2 separate regions of the Gossypium hirsutum genome follow, and region 2 is linked to region 1. The links are chromatin contacts, called in public Hi-C maps. All regions are on one chromosome and are shown on one strand. The core of a region is the stretch at or near the end of the contact, and the rest is flanking DNA. Distances in the headings are between cores, read along the strand shown. Region 1 holds the start of LOC107893626 (acyl-CoA-binding domain-containing protein 4). Region 2 holds the start of LOC107894501.

Region 1 (6,725 bases), core at 2,835-5,334:
GGTAGTGCTGAAATAAAATGGACAAAATCATCTTACACAGCATCAATTTCATTCCAGGTCATCGTTTCTAGGTTAAGTATATGTAGATCATTCAAGAGTGTTCTTTTTGCATCCTGTCCACCAAATATCACTAGGGTTGTTCCAACAAGGGTCACAGATTGACCAGCACGAGTGACCTGAAAGGCACTCAAATTAGGGGGAAAAGTTCATAAGATATTGGGAAAGAAAATTCAAAATAAAATAAAAAAAGAAACTACCAAGCACACATTCACGATTGACCTTTATCCTCCACAAATTTTATCTCCAGCCAATGTTCAAGTTACGAATGTGTTTACGTAATAAGTTCTGAGCTAAACATTACCCAGCGATCAACATTACTATACATTCAGTTTTCACTTTCTAATATACCATATTCAGTTAAGCAAGAATGGCTAATCCCCTCAGTGGCCAGTATTCCAGAGACATCAAAAAACTAAAGGCTAGTCTAATTATTTGTGCAGAACAAAAAAACCATGCAAGCTGCTAAATTTCTAATCTTAAAGCTGAAACTTGAGTACATAGAGAGAACAAGATGTAATTAAGAGGAAGAATAGATAAGTACCGGTGCTTTGCCATAAGTACTCAACACTGACCATGTACCAGTTTGCAGATCAAATGCCTTCACTGCCATAAGAATTCAGAACAACAGAATAAGACATCAAGTCAGGGAAGGAGAAGAAAAATAATATCTTAAAATTTTAAAATTGTAATAAGGGGCACAAACAAGTACCCTGGATAGTTTCAGAAGGCACTTTTGTATGGCCAGCAATTGAAAGAAGCTTGTTCTCCCAAGGGATCTAGAGAGAAAAAATAGAGGGGATAGAGAGACAGAGTTAAATGATGTACTGCAGAAAGATAATCAGCATGAAAACAAGAATCTTCAGCAAACAGATTCTAAAAATATGTGCATTAATTCATTAAAGAACGTTGCTTCAGAGAAGTCCAAGTATAATTAAAAAAAGAAAGAAACTGGATTCTTTACTAACCAATGAATGACCAGCACACGGGGCTATATTCACTGGGGATGGTGATTCCACTGACTTAGGTACAACCTTAGCTTCGACCTTTGACCAAGTCCAGCTTCTCAAATCTAGAACCTGTATCAATCCTCACATTAGAGGAAAATATATCAAGTCGAGTTAGACTGACACATAAGCATGCAAACAAGAACCCAAGTTTATCAACAGTACAAAATTAGATTAATATTTTCCAGCAACGGCCAAGAAACTGAGTTACAATTTAATAATATTTCATTTCAGGTCCAAAACCATAAGTAATCTGATGTGATTAGAATGTTACAAAATTAATTCATGGCACGAAGCACTTGTGTTGCATGTTGAGCAAATGATTTACTTACATGGAGGTCATTTAGATAACGTCCATTGTGGTTTCCACCATATATATACATTTTATCCTGAAAAACTGCAGCTCCATGCTGACAAGTAAAGAGTAAATCTTTAGATGAGGAAAAATGCAAGACTACGAAAATTGAATTGGATAGACATGCCAGTACCTGGTAGCGGGCTTTGGGATGTTGGCCAATTACTGGGGGTGAAATCCATTTATCATATACAACAATCGAACCAAGGCCCTCTGATACAACATCTTTGTCCTCAGTTTCCATCAGACCTCCATTTTCAGCAGAAATTATCTTTGTCTCAACGAAAGAATTTGTGTTCTCAATGATAGGCTCAACATTTGAATTATGCTATGAACATGCAAACAAGTTAAGAAGGTACAAGTGAGTACAGAGAACAACAAACCTATCAGAATAACCGTAAAGCAACTTGGCTTCTCTCATTCAAATTTTAAGCATAAAAGAAAAATCATGTGGAAACAAACTTCTTCAAAGTTGAGAAAAAGCTATGAAACAGAGTTACATGCCCTTGAGACGGCAAAGTCACCCGACAAAACTGTGAAATAACAGACCAAGGGAAATTATAAAATTACACAACCAAAACTGTGAAAATAACAGCATACTCACATTCATTTGTACATCTATAACAGGCTCGGAAACAGAGTTAGAAGCCCTTGAATACCATCCTGGTTCTTCTTCCTGGCAAGAATTAAAGAACAAGGACAATGTAAAAAATAGGTTACCAAACTAAAATGGTCCATATACATACACAAAATCCAGATAAAGTTATACCTCCAATATTTTCACAAAGAGACGCATAGCTTCTGTAGAAACCATGTTTCCAAGCTGCTGCCAGCTGTAACAATAATGGAAGGCTTTATGAGAAGAACAATTATCAAAAGGTGGAAAAAAAATGAATAGCATGGATGACATTCACCTGACGTATGAAAATTGCTTTCAACCATCTAAATCCTTGTGTTACTTACACACATATAAAGCATGCTTATAAGTCAATCAGAAAATTAGGCCAATCTAAATCAGATAATACAGAGTAACACAAAAGTATTTCTTCATTTTTTCAACAAGAACTTGAGCAATATAAATTACGCAGAACGGAGATGCAACATCACCAAATACTGAAGCAACTAAAAGACATTCAATCCAAATATGTAACAGGCAGACATATTTGACCTATGTCCATGACATCTCTCTGAATCAGGATCATTATCATTAATCATCGACACCACTTTTAAGCAAATCGACCAAAACACTACCACCCTAAGCATAACCATATCAAACTAAAGTAGCCAAATGTAAACAAATATATATATACGAATTTAAACCTAGGGCTGTAAATGAACCAAGCATGAACAGAAAGAACTCTATTCAAGTTTTTTGTTTATTTTTAACCTTGTTCAGTTCAGTTTATGTTCATTAATAATTTCTGAATCGTGTTCATGTTGTTTGTTTGTTTGTTTAAATTATGTGTGTTCATTCGTTTAAGTTAAATGAACTTGTTTGTGAACATTAAACAATCATGTTTGCGAACATTAAATGAACATGTTCATGAACATATACTTGAGCATGTTCACAAACAAAGTTACTGAATAATGAACAAACAAACAACAAACAAACAATAAATAAACATATATCTTATTTTTTAGATATAAAATAATCAAATATAAATACCAATAATGAATCAATAAAAAAATTTATACAAACAATAATATTATTATTAACTATATAATCAAACAATAAACTATTTTTAAACGAGGTACACATGATTTATTAAACAGGCTTTAAACGAACAGGAATAAGCTTGTTCATGAACATAAAAGAGATGAACAAGCTTTATTTGTGTTTGGTTCTATTAAAAAACAAGCCTCAAGATATTGTTTATGTTCATTTATTTAGCTTGATAAACAAATAGAAACTGAACTGTTCATTGAACTCTATCATTTTACAGCCCTAATTAACCCCAACAACAGGCACCAAAAACAAATAAATAAAACTACACCCAGAAGCAAATGAGCTCGCAGACCTTTTCCATTTGCTATGTTCGACGGGACTCCATGAACTAGGCTTTGGAACATTACAAGGACCTACAGTAGCCTGTAAATAACATAATTAACATGATAATGCACAAAATCAGTAATGTTAAAAAAAAATGAGCATCCCATCTCAAACAATAAATAAACACACTCATTCGATAATTCAAGAGATCAACATCCGGATTGTCTTCAATTCGAGTGAGAAACTAGATCTCTGAAAATTGGACTTGAAATACTCCAAAAGTGAAATCATTTACAAAAGCAATCTAGATGGAGTCCTTAGAGAAAAGCAAATCGATTTAGCAATGAGAAGGCTGGGAGGATCCAGAGAGAGAGAGAGAGAGAGAGAGAAATGACCTGCTGGTATAAGGCGTAGAGGATCAAAGCGACGTCGTTAGAGAACCTGGAGGCAATGTCTTTGGTGTTGGAATTGGGAGATCCATCGAAGCCAGCGTAGGAAGCGGCCGCATAGAATCGTTCCGGGTATGCTGGGCCAGAGTTTGCCCTCGCCATAGTCGCCATTTTTTCCCTTTTTCTTTGATCTGAGATTTAAATACGAATAACATTTATGCCAAGTTTAAAACTCCAGAATTAATGTTTTTCTTTGTTACTAGATGTAAAAAAAGAAACCATATAAAATTATGTTTGGCTGTTGGCGCTTTATTTATTATTTATTATTTATTATTTTTACCTTTTAATAAATACATACTTTAATAACAGTTTGAAAATTTTGGTAATTTCAGACATTTGTAGTGGTTTTAGTTGTGTCGAGGGTGAGCTTTTGTTGTATCGCGCGCAAAGGAGCCCGCTTCAAAACCACATTTTCATCATCATCCATTATTCCATCTACCAACCTATATTAAAGTGTCAAGTGAATATATAAATATTTCTGTAATTTGTATTTTATCAGTATAAATATTTATAATTTTAAAATATCTCATACATCCTTTAGAATCTCAAGTTCTAGATTATCTTTTATCTCAGTTGCTGATGTATTTTAAATTGTATTATTAGATTATAGGAAGCTCAACTATAAATAAAATTATGCACGGATGTATGAAATTTATTAAATTTTATTAATCGAAGCTGTTAATTTTTAAAGTTAGAAAAATAGTTGACTTACGATGACCTTTTGAAAAAGATCCAAGCATTTTTAGATTTATATGTTTTTATAGGGTTTAAAAATCTAAATCTTAATTTCAAAATTTATTTTAAATCACTCAATCTCGAGTTGAGAAGTTCAAATTATGATCGCTTTAGTGAATATTGCGCAAGCAGAATTTTTAGACGGAATTATTACGAAAAATTAGTTATTTAGATTCTCAACCCTTGTCTTAAAACTTCATTCTCTTCTTTCATTGTTTTCTTTAGCTTTCAACTCAAAACCCTAAGCGATTAGATCCACCGCCACATGCTTATCCTTATCCTCCACCGCCTGGGGGATCATATCCGCAATATGGTTACCAACAGACCCCCCATGGTCCGAGCCATGGATACAGTCCTAACGACAATACCATTGGTGGAGCAGGGGTAGGATTCGGAATAGCAGCAGCTGGTGGACCTTAAGGTGGATTGGTGATTCCTGATATGATTGAGAATGTAAATCGGCTTATTTGGGTTGAGATGAAAATTAAAAAAAAATCAATGCAAATTTTGATTCTGTTTGCTTTGGACAAAGATTCATTACCAAAACTAAAACTAACATCAATATAATCATTTGAAGTGGTTGCGGCAAGCTCCTAAATATTGCCTACCAAAATCAAATTTCAATTGTTCAATGTTTTCAACAAATTCAATCTTTTCTAATTTTGCTATTCTTTTCAATATAATCATTTAATTCACTCATCACTTATTCATTTCATCAGAGTTAAGATAAAAAGTAGCATGGAAAATATGAACAGTTTAGGACAATGTTCAATATGTTAGTAAGAGCATAAAAAAATAAAAAAAGAAGCAAACAAATACTTATTTCTTAACCTTATGGAAAGTGCAGTTAAAAAGCCTCAGATCTAAAAGCTATATATCTCCCATTTACATTAACATATGTATGTATATATATACACACCCCCACCTTATATCTGTTATTTACAGATTAAACTCGTCATGTTTGACTATGAATCTTCATTCCAACTTGGAAAATGTTCTTCTTGCTTTAAGAAATTGTGTTCTTCCATTTGAGTCATCTGTCCACCGTTCACCGGGTCAAACTGGCACCGACGGAAGCTGCATTAACAACACAAGGAATTAAACAAGTATTGGACACTCATATGAACTCAGATATTTTCAGTTACCTTCCATCCATGCCAATAATCATGATAGTGTTCTTTTGTTGTCCAAAAGCAACAATGCACCGGGGACCTTCAGGCAGCCGGAATTGAGCCACCGACCACTCTGAGCTGAAATATTTTGGCAAAACACCTACAAAAATTTCAAAATATCAAATGAGCTTGACAGATAAAAGACAGCAATTGGCAGTCACATAAAGTTAGTCAATAGTCCCTTTGTTTCGGTGTAGATATATACTTAACCAAACCCAAAAACAAAGCAAAAGCTCAAAATCAGATCAATCTCTGGTTTAGTGTTTCATAGAACAAACAACTTTTACAACAATAAGGAGAAGTAGGAAATCCGAGGGCTTGTACCTTTCAAAATAGAAAGGGATGATAAAGCTGATTGATTAGAAAGAGGTGATTCCAATGCACTAGTTGACCTATCATCCCCCAAAACTACTGAATCAGCCTTGAGGCTAAAGACATGAACAGTTCCTTTGTCACTCGAGACCGCAAGCCACTGCACAGTAGGAGAGAAAGCAAGGCAGTATATCTCCGCTCGATCTGCCCCCCTCCTTACCTGCACCAAGGTTTTTACTTAAATGAATAGATTGCAAAAAGTATACTAGCCAACAGCTCAAAACAAAAATATCATTACTAGTTGCCACCAAGAAACCAAAGTCATCAGAATGACAAGGCATCCACTCCAAATGCATAGTCTAGCCAAATTTACGAGATCCAAAACAGAACATACTATCCCTACAATCAATCACGGATCCCCTTTCACCCTGTATCCAGACCCATTCCGTACAAGTTACTCTCAAAAATAAGCCGTATTCAAGCAATATTTTCAAAACTCTGACACATTCCATACAAGTTACTCTCAACCCTATAAAAAAGGACCCATTCCATACAAATTACACTCAAAATTCAAGCAATATTTCCAAAACTCTCTCTTATAAAACCAAGAACTTCCTTTAACCTCTACGCTCACTCTGTTATAAAAGC
Region 2 (6,725 bases), core at 2,507-5,006, 260 kb after region 1:
ATATGAAGGTTTGATTACATTTGCTTTGATACTAGTTTTATTTGTGTAGTTAAGTGTATGTATGCTTTTTCGGCTTAACTTTGTATGCAATGACTTAGTATAATATCATGGTTTGGGGCAGATGATCTGGGTAATGTTGTGGTTGATGTAAACTATCTGAACGTTGGAGATTCACAGCCTGATTATCAGATTTTTATTTGTTGATTCTTCCGAAGAGGAGCTTGAGATCCAACCATAGTTGCTAACAGCACTGTTTGGATTCAGAATCTCACAATCAATAACCATGCTTGTACCACGAAAGAAACAGTGTGGTTGTTGGTGGATGCTTGTATACTCAGAATAATGGCTTGCTAGTGTTTCTTGTGTATCAGACTTACCCATTGTGTACCCTATTGTTACTTGATAGAAAGAATTGTAGCATCCTTGTTTTCATTTTAGCCTGTTGCTCTTAAGTTTTACTTCAATCCTTGTTGAAGAGATTGTTCCTTAATTGGGATTTGGCATGAATCCCCCGTGTAATTTAGGCTTTGTTCTAATGCACTACCTATTTGGCATGATGTCGCAGTTTGACCAGTGAAATGATGACGCATGGCAATTTTGCCATATCATTATCTTTATGTGCAATCTTTAAAGGATTAAAAAATAATTTAACCAATATTTATACTAACAAAAAAAGTCATTTTCTTTGTCTGGTTTCATCCAAGAATCTTTTTCATCTCCATTAACAAACCATTATTAAGCATTCAAAACTCTTAACCAAAAGCAAATGAGGAAAATTTTTCTCTTACTAGAGCCTTTTTTTTTCCTCTATAAGTGACTCCATTTCTATTTCGTTTAACGTCTTATTTTTGTTTCTTTCTTAGCCTTGTTCCGTTTCTTTTTGTTATCTTCTTTAGCCTTGAATCCCTAACGTTTGTCTAGTAGCTACTAGGTTTAGCATGGGCTCTATTGCTCTAGTGTCTGTTAGACCTAATCATGGGTCGGGTTGAGTTAATGCAAAATTTTAAGCTCATTTTCCGAGTTGAAAATAGTCTTAAAATTTTGCTCAAACTCAGCTTAGATAAAAAATACTAAACTCAAACTCAGCCCGCCTATATTAATTTTTTTTTGTATAAAAGTAAATTTAAAAAATATAATACATCAAATACACTAAAAATATTAAAATAATAACAGAAAAAAGTTTAGGAATGAAACCGAAGGATTAAATTATTCAAAAATCAAATTAGCATAAAATATAAGACTAAGGGTTTCCATGAAAGAGGCATCCGTTTTCAACGTTCCATCCGACGGTCGGACTGATATCGGTACTTTCACTGAGGAGGAACGCAACACCAAAAAAGTCAGATTTAAAGTGGTGGGAGAGGATTCAATGGATAACATGGTGGTCGACACGACTCCAGTGAAAGAAGTTTCTTGGAAAGAGATGCTTCTGGGAAGGAATGGTTTTGAATCTGGTGATGGTGCCTCTGATGGAGACCTCATAATTGAAGATAGTGACATTCTTCGATCCTCTATTAATGGAATCCCTGCCATTAACTTCTCGGAGCGCTTAAAGAATATTTTGATTAGGGATATGGAGACTACCGTCGTGGTCAAGTTGTTGGGAAGGAACATAGGTTACGGGGTGTTACACAATTGTATTTCTAGCCTTTGGAAACCCTCCCAACCTTTTCGACTGATGGACATCGAGAACGGATATTACCTTGTCAGATTCTAAAGCAGAGTTGACTATGATCTGGCTCTGACTCAAGGCCCTTGGATAGTGTTTGGACACTATCTAACCGTTCAGCCATGGACAATCGAGTTTGATCCACTGAAACCTTTTCCTAGCGTGGTTACCACCTGGATCCGTTTTTCAGGATTGCTGGGTTTCCTGTATAAGAAAATGATATTAGAGGAGATAGGGAGCTTGGTGGAAAAGTGATGAAGCTAGACTTCAAGACGGATAGTGGTGCAAGAGGCCAATTTTCTAGAATGGCGGTGTCGGTTGATTTGAAAAAGCCACTTACCTCACAAGTCTCGATCAACGGGTGAATCCAAAGAGTGGAATTTGAAGCTTTTCCCACGGTATATTTTCATTGTGGTAAATATGGCCATTTAAAAAATTCTTGTCCTTTTTTTTTGGCAGAACGGAGCATGCAAGGGGAGAAGGAAGACGCTCCTGTGACGGTGGACAAAGATGCAGATTCGGTGACGATGGCTGAGGCCTTTGGCCCGTGGATGGTAGTCCAGCGTAAATCTAGGCGCAACCAAGCCAGAAAGCCAAATCATCACACAAAAGTTACGGAAGGAAATCCCGATGGATCAAGATTCACGGCGTTATTCACTGAAAATAATCAATTGGCAGATTTGGGGGCTAGGAAATCAAGGGCTGATAATTCGGGGGCTAAAATTTTGGGGTTGAAGGAGGTTGCCTTTAAACAAGGAGATTTTATCAAGAAATTAAAAGAAAACAAGCCTGAGGGAAATTATGGGCATCGGGCTGAAGGAAATAAAGGTAAGGAAATAGTGGGCCATAACTGATTTATTGGGCTTAAGGATAAAGCTAGTGGGTTAGTCCATTTGGAAGTTGAACAAGGAAAAGCTGGACAAGGTCAGACGCATGGGGATTTAATTTTAGAAAATAATATTAGCTCCAATACGGACGGGTCACAACCCATTTTGACAGGCAAGCTGATTTTAAATGATTCAAGACACTTAGACCATATTGTGTAGTCGGGTCCCACACCGATTTCAAAAAATAAAAACTTCTCCCTGCACTTTAATCCCATTTTCGAATGACCTATGGAGTCAGAGGTGATTTTATATTTTAACGTGTTAGATCCCGAAAGACATTCGGCCGTTATTTTTAAAGGAAATTCAGATCACAAGACCGTAGTTACTGAGTTAAATAATAGACCAACTGACTCTAGTATCTTGTCAGCTCCTTCAAAAGGACATGGACTTGATAATAAAAAAGTAAGTGGGCGTAGTGGTAGAGTGCTAAATAAGACAATTCGACGACGGGGGAGACGTTTTAAAATTGCTAGAAATTCGCGTGTCTCACTCATTGATGATATGAATTCCATGGCAAAACTTATTGGTGAGCAAGTAGAGACCCTTACTGACATGGTTAGTACCAACGAGAAAGGAGATAAAGCTTCCATTGGCCTTTGAAAGGTTAGTCCTCTTACTTTTAATTTATTATTTATGAATTTTACTATTTTTTCTTGGAATTATTAGGGTTGTGCTAGTTCGAAGTTTACTTGGGTTTTTCATGAATACAATCAGGAACATAAACCTGATTTGATCAGTCTTATCGAAACAATGGTCAGTGAGGGAAAAGCTGATTCAATTATTATGAAGCTCGGGTTTCATTACTCACATCGTGTCAAGGCAGTGGGCTTTTCAAGTGGTATTTGGATTGGTTGGAAAGAATCCATTTGTGTGGAGGTTCTTAAAAACCATTCGCAATTTGTGTTAGTCAGAATTTCTGGTACCTCTTCTAGGCAGCCTCTTTTGGTCACTTTCGTGTATGCCAGCTCGAATTATAGTAAACGGAGACTTTTGTGAGAGACTTTACAGAGAACTATTCCTGTGGATGGGTCTCCATGGATGGCGATTGGTGACTTTAATGCTATTCTTTCTCCTTTTGAAAAGAGAGGGGGCCGGACTCTAGGAAAAAGATGTCCTTTTTTGGGTGAACTTTTGGGCTCCGCCTTGTTGCAAGACTTAGGCTTTAGTGGACCGCAATTCACTTGGCAGTGATGGGGGATTATGGAGCGTCTGGATAGGGCTATCTGCAACAATGCTTGGTTCACTCTTTTTCCTAATTCTTTGGTGACCCATTTACCACGACTTAAATCGGACCATAGACCCCTTGAGTTTTCTTTGATGCCAGCTATTCATTCCTCTCAAGGGCGTCCGTTTAGATTTCTAGCAGGTTGGGTTGAACATCCTGCGTTCTCGGATTTTGTTAAAGAGAATTGGAAGGTTTCATCTAACATGTCGACGGTTCATTCTGAGTTTACTGATCAAGTCAAAAGATGGAACAAAGTTGTGTATGGTCACATTCCTACCTGAAAGAGGTTTCTGACAAAGAAACTTCACAACATTAAGATCGAGCACAGCAGAAGAAACTCGGCTTTTCTTAGTCAAGTTGAGTCAGAGGTTAGAGAAGATTTGGAAAATGTATTGTATCATGAAGAGATTCTTTGGCGACAGAAAGCTCGATGCGTCTAGCTAACCTTGAGGGATTGCAACACTAAATTTTTTCATACTCGAACTCTGAGAAGAAGGAAGCAGGATCAAATCACCACTTTAAAAAATGATTTGGGGGAATGGATCATGGATGAGGAGCAGCTAAAGACTGAAGCGGTCAATTTCTTTAAAGCTTTATATGGCGAACACCCCAGTCCTGTGAGAGGCTTACCCTTGAACGCTTTCCCCACCTCTTCGTGATGAAGATTTTAACCTCCTTAATAGGCCAGTTTTTGATGAGGAAATCAAAACCGCTTCGTTTGACATGGCTCCTTTGAAAGCTCCAATAAGTGATGGTTTTCACGTCCTTTTCTACCAAAGCCAGTGGGATCATGTTGACACCTCCGTTTTTAGTTGGGTTAAAGGTATTTTTGCTGGTAAGAGTATTGATTCAGAATTAAATAATTCGCTTATTGTTCTTATTCCTAAGACCCATAATCCGGAAGGCTTTGCCTAGTTTCGGCCAATCAATTTGTGTTCTGTTCTTTATAAACTGATTATGAAGATTATTGCTAACCGTTTTAAAGTGGTTTTCCCCAAGCTTATTGCTCCTGAACAGACTGGTTTCTTAGCAGGACAAAACATCACTGATGATATTGTAATTGCTCAAGAGGTTATCCACTCTATGAGAAGCTTACAAAAAAATAGGAGGTGGATGACCATCAAAATAGACCTGGAAAATGCCTATGGTCGAGTGCGCTGGGATTTCATTGACTCGTCGCTCCAAGCTACAGGTATTCCTAATTTTTTACGTAATGTTATTATGTTTGTAATTTTCAGTTCTACTATGCAGGTGTTGTGGAACGGGGTTCCAACTACGAAATTTCAACCAACCAGAGGTGTTCGTCAAGGTTGTCCTTTATCACCGTATTTATTCATTTTGTGTAAGGAATGGCTGAGTCATAGTATTCAGGCTGCCATAGGTGTTGGCAATCGGTCCCCCATTCGCCTGGTTCGCAATGGTCCACCACTTTCTCATATTTTCTTCGCGGATAATTTGATTCTCTTTGGTCATGCTGAGGAACATCAGGTTCTGATCATTAAGAATATTCTTGATGATTTTTGTAGTTACTCTGGTCATAGGATTAATAAGAGGAAGACAAATATTTTTTTTCTCCAAAGGCATCAATGGCAACGTAAGGCGAAATATCAACAACTTTTTTGGTTTTCAGGAAGTGAGTAATTTGGGGCTTTACTTAGGTGTTCCCCTATTCTACGAGAGGGTTACAAATTATACTTTACATTTTGTGGTAGATAAGGTGCGCAACAAGCTGTCTAGCTGGGACGCTAGGCAACTTTCCTTGGTAGGTAGGGTGACCTTAGCTCAATCTATCCTTCTGTCGATCCCAAGTTACTTCATGCAGACAATGATGATCCCTACAGGGTTGTGTGATGAGATCGAAAATATAGTGCAGAAATTTGTTTGGGGTTCCACTAATGGCAACACTAAAATAGTCTTGGTGAGTTGGGATTCAGTATGTCAACCGAAAGCTCATGGAGACCTTGGTCTGAGACACCTAGAAGATCATAATACTTCTTTCATGATGAATATGGGTTTTAACATTGTCTCTAATACTAATGCTTTATGGGTTCGGGTTATTCGGACTAAGTATGACATTCCAGTGGATTACCCCAGAATATATTGAGGGGGCGTTGTTCGTTCCTTTGGAGATCCATTGCTAAGGTATGGCCCCTTATCTATGAAAACATTTCTTGGTCCATTGGAGATGGTAAGAATATCCAATGTTGGCGATATCCTTGGATCCCAAATGGTGGTCCCTTATTATCTTATATCCCATGCTCTTCTAACCTTAATATGGATTGTACACTTAGTAACATGATTGCAGGTGATGGATCGTGGAACTTAGATCTTTTTTGTTTATGGGTTCTAGAAGAAATCATTCATAAAATTGTTGGAATTCCACATCCGCACCCTTCCTCGGGACTTGACAAAATAGCATGGGGGCTACCTCGACTGGATTATTTTCCATCAAAACTGCCTATGAGAAGATCTGAGCTGGTTCATTGAATCCTAAAGAACGCATTTGGGAGATGCCTTGGAGGTTTAGAGGTCCTCAGCGAATTCAGTATTTCTTATGGCTCGCGCTTAAGCATCGCCTTCTAACGAATGCCGAAAGGACAAGCAGAGGTATTGGGAATAGCAGTGGTTGTGGATTTTGCAAACATGATTGTGAGGATTTACTTCATGTACTTCGCGACTGTTCTGCAGCTAGAATCATCTGGGACAATATTATCCCAGAAGAAAGGCGATTCAAGTTTTACATTAGTTCTCTCCATAATTGGTTGATGGTTAATCTCACAAATAATTTCTTTTTTTCTTTAGATGGTGTAGATTGGCCATGCCTTTTTGGGATTATTGCTTGGCGCATCTGGAAGAACCGCAACTTCTTTATTTTTTAAGACTTTTCTTGGAGTTATGAAGAAATCCTCAAAGTTTCATGTAGTTTGGCTAAGCAATATCTATT

Evidence for each region. A called contact is a pair of places that touch in the nucleus more often than the background predicts.
Region 2: a contact with region 1 is called in a Hi-C map of leaf, with 1.8 times the contacts expected there. The contact joins the promoter of LOC107894501 here to the promoter of LOC107893626 in region 1. A contact is called at or near these places in 2 of 34 Hi-C or Micro-C datasets (both in leaf).

The regions. Positions count from the first base shown.
Region 1 is chrA13:76,862,144-76,868,868 of Gossypium_hirsutum_v2.1, forward strand. LOC107893626 (acyl-CoA-binding domain-containing protein 4) reads right to left here and starts at 4,085. Exons shown (of 18, transcript XM_016818665.2): 1 at 3,805-4,085; 2 at 3,438-3,508; 3 at 2,189-2,252; 4 at 2,024-2,095; 5 at 1,553-1,747; 6 at 1,397-1,474; 7 at 1,026-1,136; 8 at 770-836; 9 at 602-663; 10 at 37-176. The coding sequence starts at 3,969. LOC107893628 (autophagy-related protein 18a) reads right to left here. Exons shown (of 4, transcript XM_016818667.2): 2 at 6,090-6,297; 3 at 5,739-5,865; 4 at 5,390-5,670. The coding sequence ends at 5,559.
Region 2 is chrA13:77,125,663-77,132,387 of Gossypium_hirsutum_v2.1, forward strand. LOC107894501 reads left to right here and starts at 3,757. Exons shown (of 5, transcript XM_016819770.1): 1 at 3,757-4,040; 2 at 4,465-4,654; 3 at 4,745-4,933; 4 at 5,033-5,269; 5 at 5,412-5,885. The coding sequence starts at 3,757. The coding sequence ends at 5,885. LOC121212416 (a long non-coding RNA gene) reads right to left here and starts at 3,127. Exons shown (of 2, transcript XR_005907541.1): 1 at 2,010-3,127; 2 at 1,181-1,873. It overlaps LOC107893633, which reads left to right. Exons shown (of 7, transcript XM_016818673.2): 6 at 1-8; 7 at 122-557. The coding sequence ends at 204.